3 separate regions of the Gossypium hirsutum genome follow, and all the other regions are linked to region 1. The links are chromatin contacts, called in public Hi-C maps. All regions are on one chromosome and are shown on one strand. The core of a region is the stretch at or near the end of the contact, and the rest is flanking DNA. Distances in the headings are between cores, read along the strand shown.

What was found. Hi-C and Micro-C count contacts between places; a contact is called where the count stands out from the background.
Region 2: a contact with region 1 is called in a Hi-C map of leaf, with 2.6 times the contacts expected there. The contact joins the promoter of LOC107943720 here to the promoter of LOC107925883 in region 1. A contact is called at or near these places in 5 of 34 Hi-C or Micro-C datasets (all in leaf).
Region 3: a contact with region 1 is called in a Hi-C map of leaf, with 2.6 times the contacts expected there. The contact joins the promoter of LOC107955405 here to the promoter of LOC107925883 in region 1. A contact is called at or near these places in 4 of 34 Hi-C or Micro-C datasets (all in leaf).

The regions. Positions count from the first base shown.
Region 1 is chrA07:93,829,199-93,831,898 of Gossypium_hirsutum_v2.1, forward strand. It overlaps LOC107925883 (26S proteasome regulatory subunit 4 homolog A), which reads left to right and starts at 1,305. Exons shown (of 6, transcript XM_016856618.2): 1 at 1,305-2,172. The coding sequence starts at 1,690. LOC121203767 (B3 domain-containing protein At1g05920) reads left to right here and starts at 262. Exons shown (of 1, transcript XM_041074220.1): 1 at 262-966. The coding sequence starts at 262. The coding sequence ends at 966.
Region 2 is chrA07:93,674,968-93,677,667 of Gossypium_hirsutum_v2.1, forward strand. LOC107943720 (trihelix transcription factor ASIL1) reads left to right here and starts at 1,373. Exons shown (of 1, transcript XM_016877510.2): 1 at 1,373-2,700. The coding sequence starts at 1,776. The coding sequence ends at 2,585.
Region 3 is chrA07:94,029,108-94,031,807 of Gossypium_hirsutum_v2.1, forward strand. LOC107955405 (protein LOW PSII ACCUMULATION 1, chloroplastic) reads right to left here and starts at 1,293. Exons shown (of 5, transcript XM_041116732.1): 1 at 896-1,293; 2 at 1-333. The coding sequence starts at 1,110. It overlaps LOC107955407 (monothiol glutaredoxin-S10), which reads right to left. Exons shown (of 5, transcript XM_041116733.1): 5 at 2,400-2,700. It also overlaps the pseudogene LOC121231851.

The sequences.
Region 1 (2,700 bases), core at 55-2,554:
TTTTTACACCTTTGCCCATTATTTGCCGCCTTTCTGCCAGTAAACAACAACTCCATTCAAATGCCCCGCCGGGAAACTATAGTTTAACGGTCATATTTCAAGAACTATTACTTTCATCTCAAGCACCCTTTTCCTATTTATATACACTAGATAGATAGACATTACATTTATCTCAAGAAAGCAGCATTCCCAGTTTCAAGCAAATACAGAAAATAATTTGTTTCAGTGAAAACGATAAGATGATGGAGCTTCTCAGTCGTGATGATTTTGAAGGATACAAAGATTGATCCCAATTGGGGTCCTTTTGGTTACTTGCTGTACGTACTCCATGTTGACCAACTGAAATTGCAGAAAAGCCACAATGCACCCCCACCACCTCAAACCCTTTGCAAACAAGACCATACGGGTTTCAAGCTGAGGTTCAAGTTCAACAACAGCGTTGGACTGAAAAGGAAACGTAATCTCAAAGCAGTAGAAGAGGAAGACGATGGCGATTGGGTAGCACCAAAACTGAAGCCGAAGAAAAGAAGGAAGCAAGAGAAATCCGTTTGCCCAATCCCACCAACAAACTTGCCTCCCAAATTCAGACAACTTATAGTTGAAGATATGGGTGGTAGGGGTTTGGTTCTGGTCATACAAAAGACCATATTTTTCTCCGACATAAACCCTACTGCCAGTCGTTTCTCCATACCCTTCTCGCAAGTCAAAACTCATGACTTTCTCAACGAGGCAGAGGCTAAAGAGTTAGATGACAAAAACCCCATGCAGGTGTGGTTGTTAGACCCATCCATGAAGGGAACAAATATTACCTTTAACAAGTGGGTTATGGGGTCAAGTTCGCTCTATGTCCTCACTAACACGTGGAACCCTGTTTTGAAGAACAACCAACTCAAAAAAGGCGACATGGTGCAGCTCTGGTCTTTCCGGGTGAATTACCTGCTGTGCTTCGCACTCGTAAAGCTCTAGCTTCCGATCATATTTGTTACTTTACACAACATTAGGATTTTGACTTGTTAGTACTCTTTTTTGTTTTATCGCCAACCATGTTTGGTGGTTAATAGTTATTGAAGTTGCATTTTACTAGTTTTTTTTTCTCAATAGAGTTGAAAATTCACTCAAACTGTATGATATATACTGCTTCTTCTATGTAGTGTTAAATCCCTTTGAAAGGTAATTAAAGAATCTGGACAACCATCGATAAGTTTTCGAGAATGCTCATTGTGATCTTACATTGCTCAAAAAAGTGTAGTAGCTAAGTATTGTTGCAGTCATAAGGGTGATTGGGAATCTGCCATCTGTGGCAAAACATTCCATATTCATATCTCCAATGCCTCAAACATTGAGCTTGTGTTGTCTAGCGATTACGTGATCCTACCCCTTTTAAATGATATGGTGATAAATTAGATTTTTCTCCTCATTTTTAGAATTTTCTCCTAAAAGATGAGAACAAAAAGGCCCAATTACAACTAAATCTGGGGTCTCCAATCAAAAGAAGGCCCAAAAGAGCTGAAGAATTAATCCTATAGATCCAAATTCAAAGCCCATTTTCCATTTTTCAATACAATAAAGGGAAAAAAAATTAGGAGGTTGCTTGATCCCAAATCCATAGCACAATTTCTTTTCAAAAGATCCCACAGCCATCTCATAATCTGAGCCGAGTGTCGGAGGCCTGAAAACGAACCCTAAACGATGGGTCAGGGAACACCGGGCGGTATGAATAGGCAAGGTTTCCCAGGGGACCGGAAACCCGATGGCTCTGATAAGAAGGATAAGAAATTTGAGCCAGCGGCGCCCCCAGCCAGGGTGGGGCGCAAGCAACGAAAACAGAAAGGATCTGAGGCCGCGGCTCGGCTTCCGACTGTAACGCCGTTGACGAAGTGTAAGCTGCGGTTGCTAAAGCTGGAGCGGATCAAGGATTATTTACTGATGGAAGAAGAGTTTGTGGCTAACCAGGAAAGGCTCAAGCCTCAGGAAGAGAAAGCCGAGGAGGATCGATCTAAAGTAGATGATTTGAGAGGGTCGCCGATGAGTGTCGGTAACTTGGAGGAGCTTATCGATGAGAACCATGCGATTGTTTCATCGTCGGTTGGGCCGGAGTATTATGTGGGGATTTTATCTTTCGTTGATAAGGATCAGTTGGAGCCTGGATGTGCTATTTTGATGCACAATAAGGTAATTGAACTCTTAAGCTTTATGGGTTTTGCTTTAGTTTTAGGATTTGTTTTTTAAATTTTTGAAATGATATGATATAAGAACTTAAAGAGCAATTAATTTTTGGATTTGCATTTAGAATTGGTGCATTTAGAATGCAGCTGATAGAACTGATGTTATGTCAAACTAGTGGTTGCTAAATTATCATACGTGAGAGAATTCTTGTGAAATTTGAATAAATAATTGTGTTTTGACCATGATTTCTTACTTTAGCTTAGATTGATGAGCTTTGAAATATGAACTTTTAATCAAAGCTAAATTCATAAACAAGTTCGAGCCATTCTGTAGATCTCAAGCTAGAGGTTACCTCAAATAAATGCGAGCGAGGCGTGATACCAGATTTGAATAAGCAAGCTCTAGATGGGGTATTTGCTTATCAAGTTTGCTATTAAAGTTGATGATATTCAAGTCTTTGGGCATATTTCTACTTGTATCACACTTTTGCTAATCCAAAATGCTAGTATAAATCTTGAAAGGGTAGATAGGAAA
Region 2 (2,700 bases), core at 123-2,622, 150 kb before region 1:
TTATTGTATCAAATTTTGAAAATAGTAGAACTTAATAAATTTAGCAGTTATCATGGTGAGCATTGAAATTTTAAAATTTGAAAAATACAAAGACTAAAAATGACCAATTTAAAGTATAGGGACTAAATCTATAACTTTCTTAAAGTATAGGAACTAATAGTAAAATTTAATGATTTTATTATAAGTGTTGTAGTATGCATAAAATTATTAATTTAATCCAAAACAAATTGGTTTTTTTTTAAATAGAATTTTATGCTCTACTGAGAAGCTTTGCATTCCAGTGAAACAGACTTTCACAATTTTACCCTTTATTTTACTTTTCCTTTCACAAATATGGTTTTAAAAAGATTAAAGATAGTTTAAAAAAAACTTATAAATTATTATTAAATGAAATAAATCTATAAAAAATTATTTTATATAATATTATTATAAAATTAATACGAATCATTACAAATAAATATACATATAAAATAAAAATATTCTTCATTAATAAAATTATTATTTAAAACAAATATATTTTTAATTAATTATTATTTTTATAATATCAAATAAATCTGAATTTTCATTATATAAACTGAATTTTCATTAATATCCTTAATAGTTTGGCTTATTTCATTATATACAATTATTTAATCTAATAAAACTATAATTTGTTGTAATTTTCATAAATTAATACTTGTATTAAGTACAATTTTCAATCTACGATTCTTAATAGTAATTTTTCATTCTTACTTCATTGCTATAAATGCGTTTGAATTTAAATACATATCTCATCAATAATTTTTTTTGAACAATTTCATTATAAAAACTAATCATATCTGTTTTTTTTTTACAAAATATTTAGAACTACCCATAGTCCCTCTCCGGCCCATAAATAGGATAATGTGCTTCAGCACACTCGAACACACGTTCTCTTGTATTGATAACAATATCCATGTCAATTGAGATAAGATTGTTATATTAAATCTCATCACTACAATAACTAATTTAACTGGCACTACTACTTTTAATTTCACTGAAATTAATCTTACCGCCCTTCCAAAGAGAGCCTTAATTCCTATAGTTTTTCAAAAATTTGAAATTCCAATCTTAACATAGAAGATGATCATTAAATCCATTAATTGACTTTTTTTGTAAGTAATATATTAAAAATAAAAAACTAATATGATAATATACATTTGATAGTGTATTTTTCGTATAAAATTTTAGAGATAACAAAACTGAATAAATTTAACTTGGATTAAATCTTGGAAATTAAGAACCCCATGCAATGGTCTGATGATCAGAATGTTAACCGTCCCAGGTGTAGCCTGGATTCGAATCGCGCTATTCGTGTTTATTGTATGGGATTTACCCTATTCTTATATTTCAAAAAAAATAGTGGAAATTGAAATTAATAGAATTTAAGCCAATGAAATCAACACCTACATTGTGATCAAAATTGTAATTTCAAAATCGAAAAAAATATAGAAATACATGAAATTTCAAAATTCCGTAGTGGTTAAAGGGTCACAGCCGGGTCCGGGGAGCCCATTTGAGTAGTTGGGTTGGGCCTGATTTCAAGTACAGATCCAGAACAAAATTTTCGGGTTCGAGTCCATAAAATATTTTTAAAACGGAAACTTAAAAAATGAAAAACATATTTGCCACCTAGCTCCACCGCCGCCACCACCGTCATCCTTCCCTCGCGCCGCCCCCCAAACCTTAATAATCAAAATTTAAAGCCCCCAATTCAAAAAGACCACTTTGAATTTTGAACCTCCAAGGCCTAAACTATGTCTTATGATCCATCGCCGGCGGCTAAGAAACCCCAACCACTTCCTTGGACTCACCCAGAGACTCTCAACCTAATCCAAGCCTACCAAGAAAAATGGTACTCTCTCCAGCGCGGCCAACTCAAAGCCAACCAATGGGAGGAGGTAGCCGTAACCGTCGCCACTCGTTGCGGCCTCTTCGATGATTCCGCCGCCAAAACCGCCCTCCAGTGCCGTCACAAGATGGAGAAACTCCGCCGTCGCTACCGCTCCGAACGCCAAAACCTCGGCTCTGCTTCCCCTTGGCCTTACTACGACGCCATGGAATCTCTGGAGCAAGGGCCTTTGCCTATCTCGGCTCGACCATTGGCTTCCATTGTTCCAAACGGACATGAAGCTGGGAACTACTACCATAACGACGACGAAAACAACCCAATCGAGGAAGAAGAAGAAGATGACGAAGAACATGAAGGAGGAAACCGGTTCAGCAAAAGCCGCAGCATCAATTACATATTGCGGCGGCCGAGTGTTGTGAACCGGTTTTCTGGGCTAATGAAGAAAAGGGTTAGAACAGAAGAGGAAGGGGATGGTGATGGTGACGCAGCAATAACGGGAAAGGGGGAAGAAGACAAAGGGGTGGAACTAGCAATGGAAATTAGGAGATTTGCAGAAAGGGTTATGAGGTTAGAAAGGAAAAAAATGGAGATAATGCATGAAACTGAAAGGTTGAGAATGGAAATGGAAAACAAAAGGATTGAGATGATATTGGACTCGGAGAAGAAAATTGTGGATGCCATATCAACCAGTTTGGGGTCAAAAACAAAGGAGTGAAGGTAGAGCAAGATTTGGGTTCTTCAAGAAACTTTCTTCTATTGGAGCTTTAGGTTGTATAGACTAAATAGTGATGGAACTGAACATAATTTTTGAGCTGCAATTGTTGAGATTT
Region 3 (2,700 bases), core at 43-2,542, 200 kb after region 1:
AAACTGCTAACTGAAATGATCTTATTTTGATTCACTCGGAGCTTAAGATTGGAAAGGCTTTCTTCTCTTGAGAGTCTGGCTAGTTGCGCATTCTTAGCAGTGTTCTCCCTGAAATACAGAAATGCAAAGATAGATACTGCTCCAATGTCTATGCCAAGACCTGTTAAAATATCGGGAACTTCGGATGATCTTGCAGGATTGGTTAGAGAAGCAATTAACTGCGTGGTGGCTATTAATCCTCCCAAGGAACCACTCGCAATGAATGCGAGGTAAAAGAACATACGCACAGACCGAAAGGGAGACAGAACTTCACTCCTTATCTTGGCTGAAGAACTGAGAACACGTACAGTTATTAACAAGCCTCACTTGAAAAATAAAATTAAAAGCATTCAATAAAAAGAAATCAAGTAAAAAATTAGCCACTGAAACTCCATCATGGTGCATCTAAATCCATTGGACTCACCAACTCATTTTAGGAAGAAATGTGTAAAACCAAGCTATCATAAAGTCTTATCAGACATCAATGCAAAAGCTAAAATCAATCTCATCTTAATAATCATCAACATGTGACAAAAGACTCGTGTTCAAGACCTCAATTTACACTAGTCTCGAGTTAGATCCTTAGACAACCCCTATCCCTACTCCTTATTAGAAAATAATCTTCAACATTCCCTTGTTCCATATCCTCCTCTCCCTCCCTAACACCCCATTTTCAGTAACATCTTAAGCTCCAAAAGTCTAATATTCTCAGATTCAATTGAAGAAAAAAAATTTGCATCAAAATTCTCTCAACGGATTTCGAAGAAGAATCTCCAAAACCCATAAATATGAGTACAAAATCAGAAGAAATTAAAAAGAAATACAATTAATGAGAGAGAACTGAGAAGAAGAATACCTAACTTGTGAGGAGGAAGAAGGCTTATTAGCAGCTGAGCAAACGATGGTAGGGGAGACTGAGACTGATGATGGCTTTGCATGAAATCTTGTACTTATATTAGACAGTGCATTCTTTCTATAAACGGGGTTTTGGAAGCAAAATCTGAAACTACTATACTTTTGTCTAAGGTTTGAGGGGCCAATAATGTAACAAAATTGTGCCATGGAAGCCATGGCCAGACAGCAACCTGGAACTTGGGGGGAGTTCTGTTGGTTTGGTTCGTTACATTCATTTCTTACAGTTAAACACTGGCGTTTCTTGGAGAGATGTGATCAATAAACTGCCACGCTCACCAGTTGTTGTCTCTGAGTTGCCCAATTGTCTTTTTGGGTCTCGTTTTTTAGACCCTAACCAAAATATTTTGGACCCTTTATTTCGACCAGGACCAGAACCAGGATGGACCTATTTAGAATATTAACAGTGCTAAATTCTGAGTTATAGCCCATTTTCATGGAAGCTTCAGCGAAGTTGCAGCATTGACTAGTCTTTGTTACGTAGGGAAATGTCATATCTTAGAAAGTCTTTGGTCATCTAAGAAATTTTCAAGCCAAAAACTTGGACCAAAAGTCTATACATATGCGAACATTGCCATGGCAGGGAAGCAAAAACATACAAGAGTAAAAAATCAATTGAAAATGGGAGAATTGAAGGTTTTAGGGTCTTGGTCGAGTCCATATGGATTGAGGGTACAATGGGCTCTGGGACTGAAGAGTGTGGAGTACGAATACATAGATGAAGATTTATTAAACAAGAGTGAGATGCTATTGAAATATAACCCAGTTCATAAGAAGATCCCAGTTCTTGTTCATAATGGGAAAGCAATTGCAGAATCGGCTGTTATTCTCGAATACATCGAGGAGACATGGCCTCAGCAGCATCCTTTGCTTCCTAAGGATCCTTATGAAAGGGCTATGGTACGGTTCTGGATCAACTTCCTCGACAACAAGGATAAGGTAAATTAATTTAACTGCATAAATCAACTGAATTAAAATCCGGGTTTATGTTATTATTCATGCTTGTACAGTTGATAATGTGAATTTCAAATGAAAAATTGCAGGTAGCTCCATTCATAACATTCTTCTTTGGGGTTGGGGAGGAACACAAGAAGGCAGTAAAGGAAGCAAAGGAGTTACTAAAGTAGTATGAAGAACAAGTGCTTGGGGAGAAGAAATATTTTGGTGGTGAAGAAATAGGGATGTTAGATTTGGCCATGGGGTGGATGACCTATTTTGGAGTCATTGAAGAAATAGTTGATGTCAAAATATTGGACGCAGAGACCTTCCCTCGATTGCATGCATGGATTCAGAATTTCAGGGCCCATCCTGTGATAAAAAACAACCTTCCGGATCATGATCGACTGCTGCAAAATTACACAGAGAAAAGACAAAGGTTTCTTGCATATTCACCACACACAGAAAATGCTTAAATTCCTAGTATTATATTCTATTTGTATGGCTATATATAAGCCACTTTTTTTTTTTTTGGCTTTCTTTTGCTTGTTGAAGCTGATAAACTCTTTTTTTATGCAAGTTTGATTATTATTGTGACAAAATTAAGCTTGGGACGATTGATATTAAGGCTATAAATGAATTCCGCTTGAACAATCAAATTTTTATTCATGTTCGTTCAATTAGTTTATTTGTGATCCATTCATGTTTAATAAGAATTTCTTTTTTGTATGAAATTATTAGTTAATATTTTTTTGAGAAATCAAAGTATTTTTCATGTCCATTGTATGATCCATAGAGATTAATTTTTTTCAA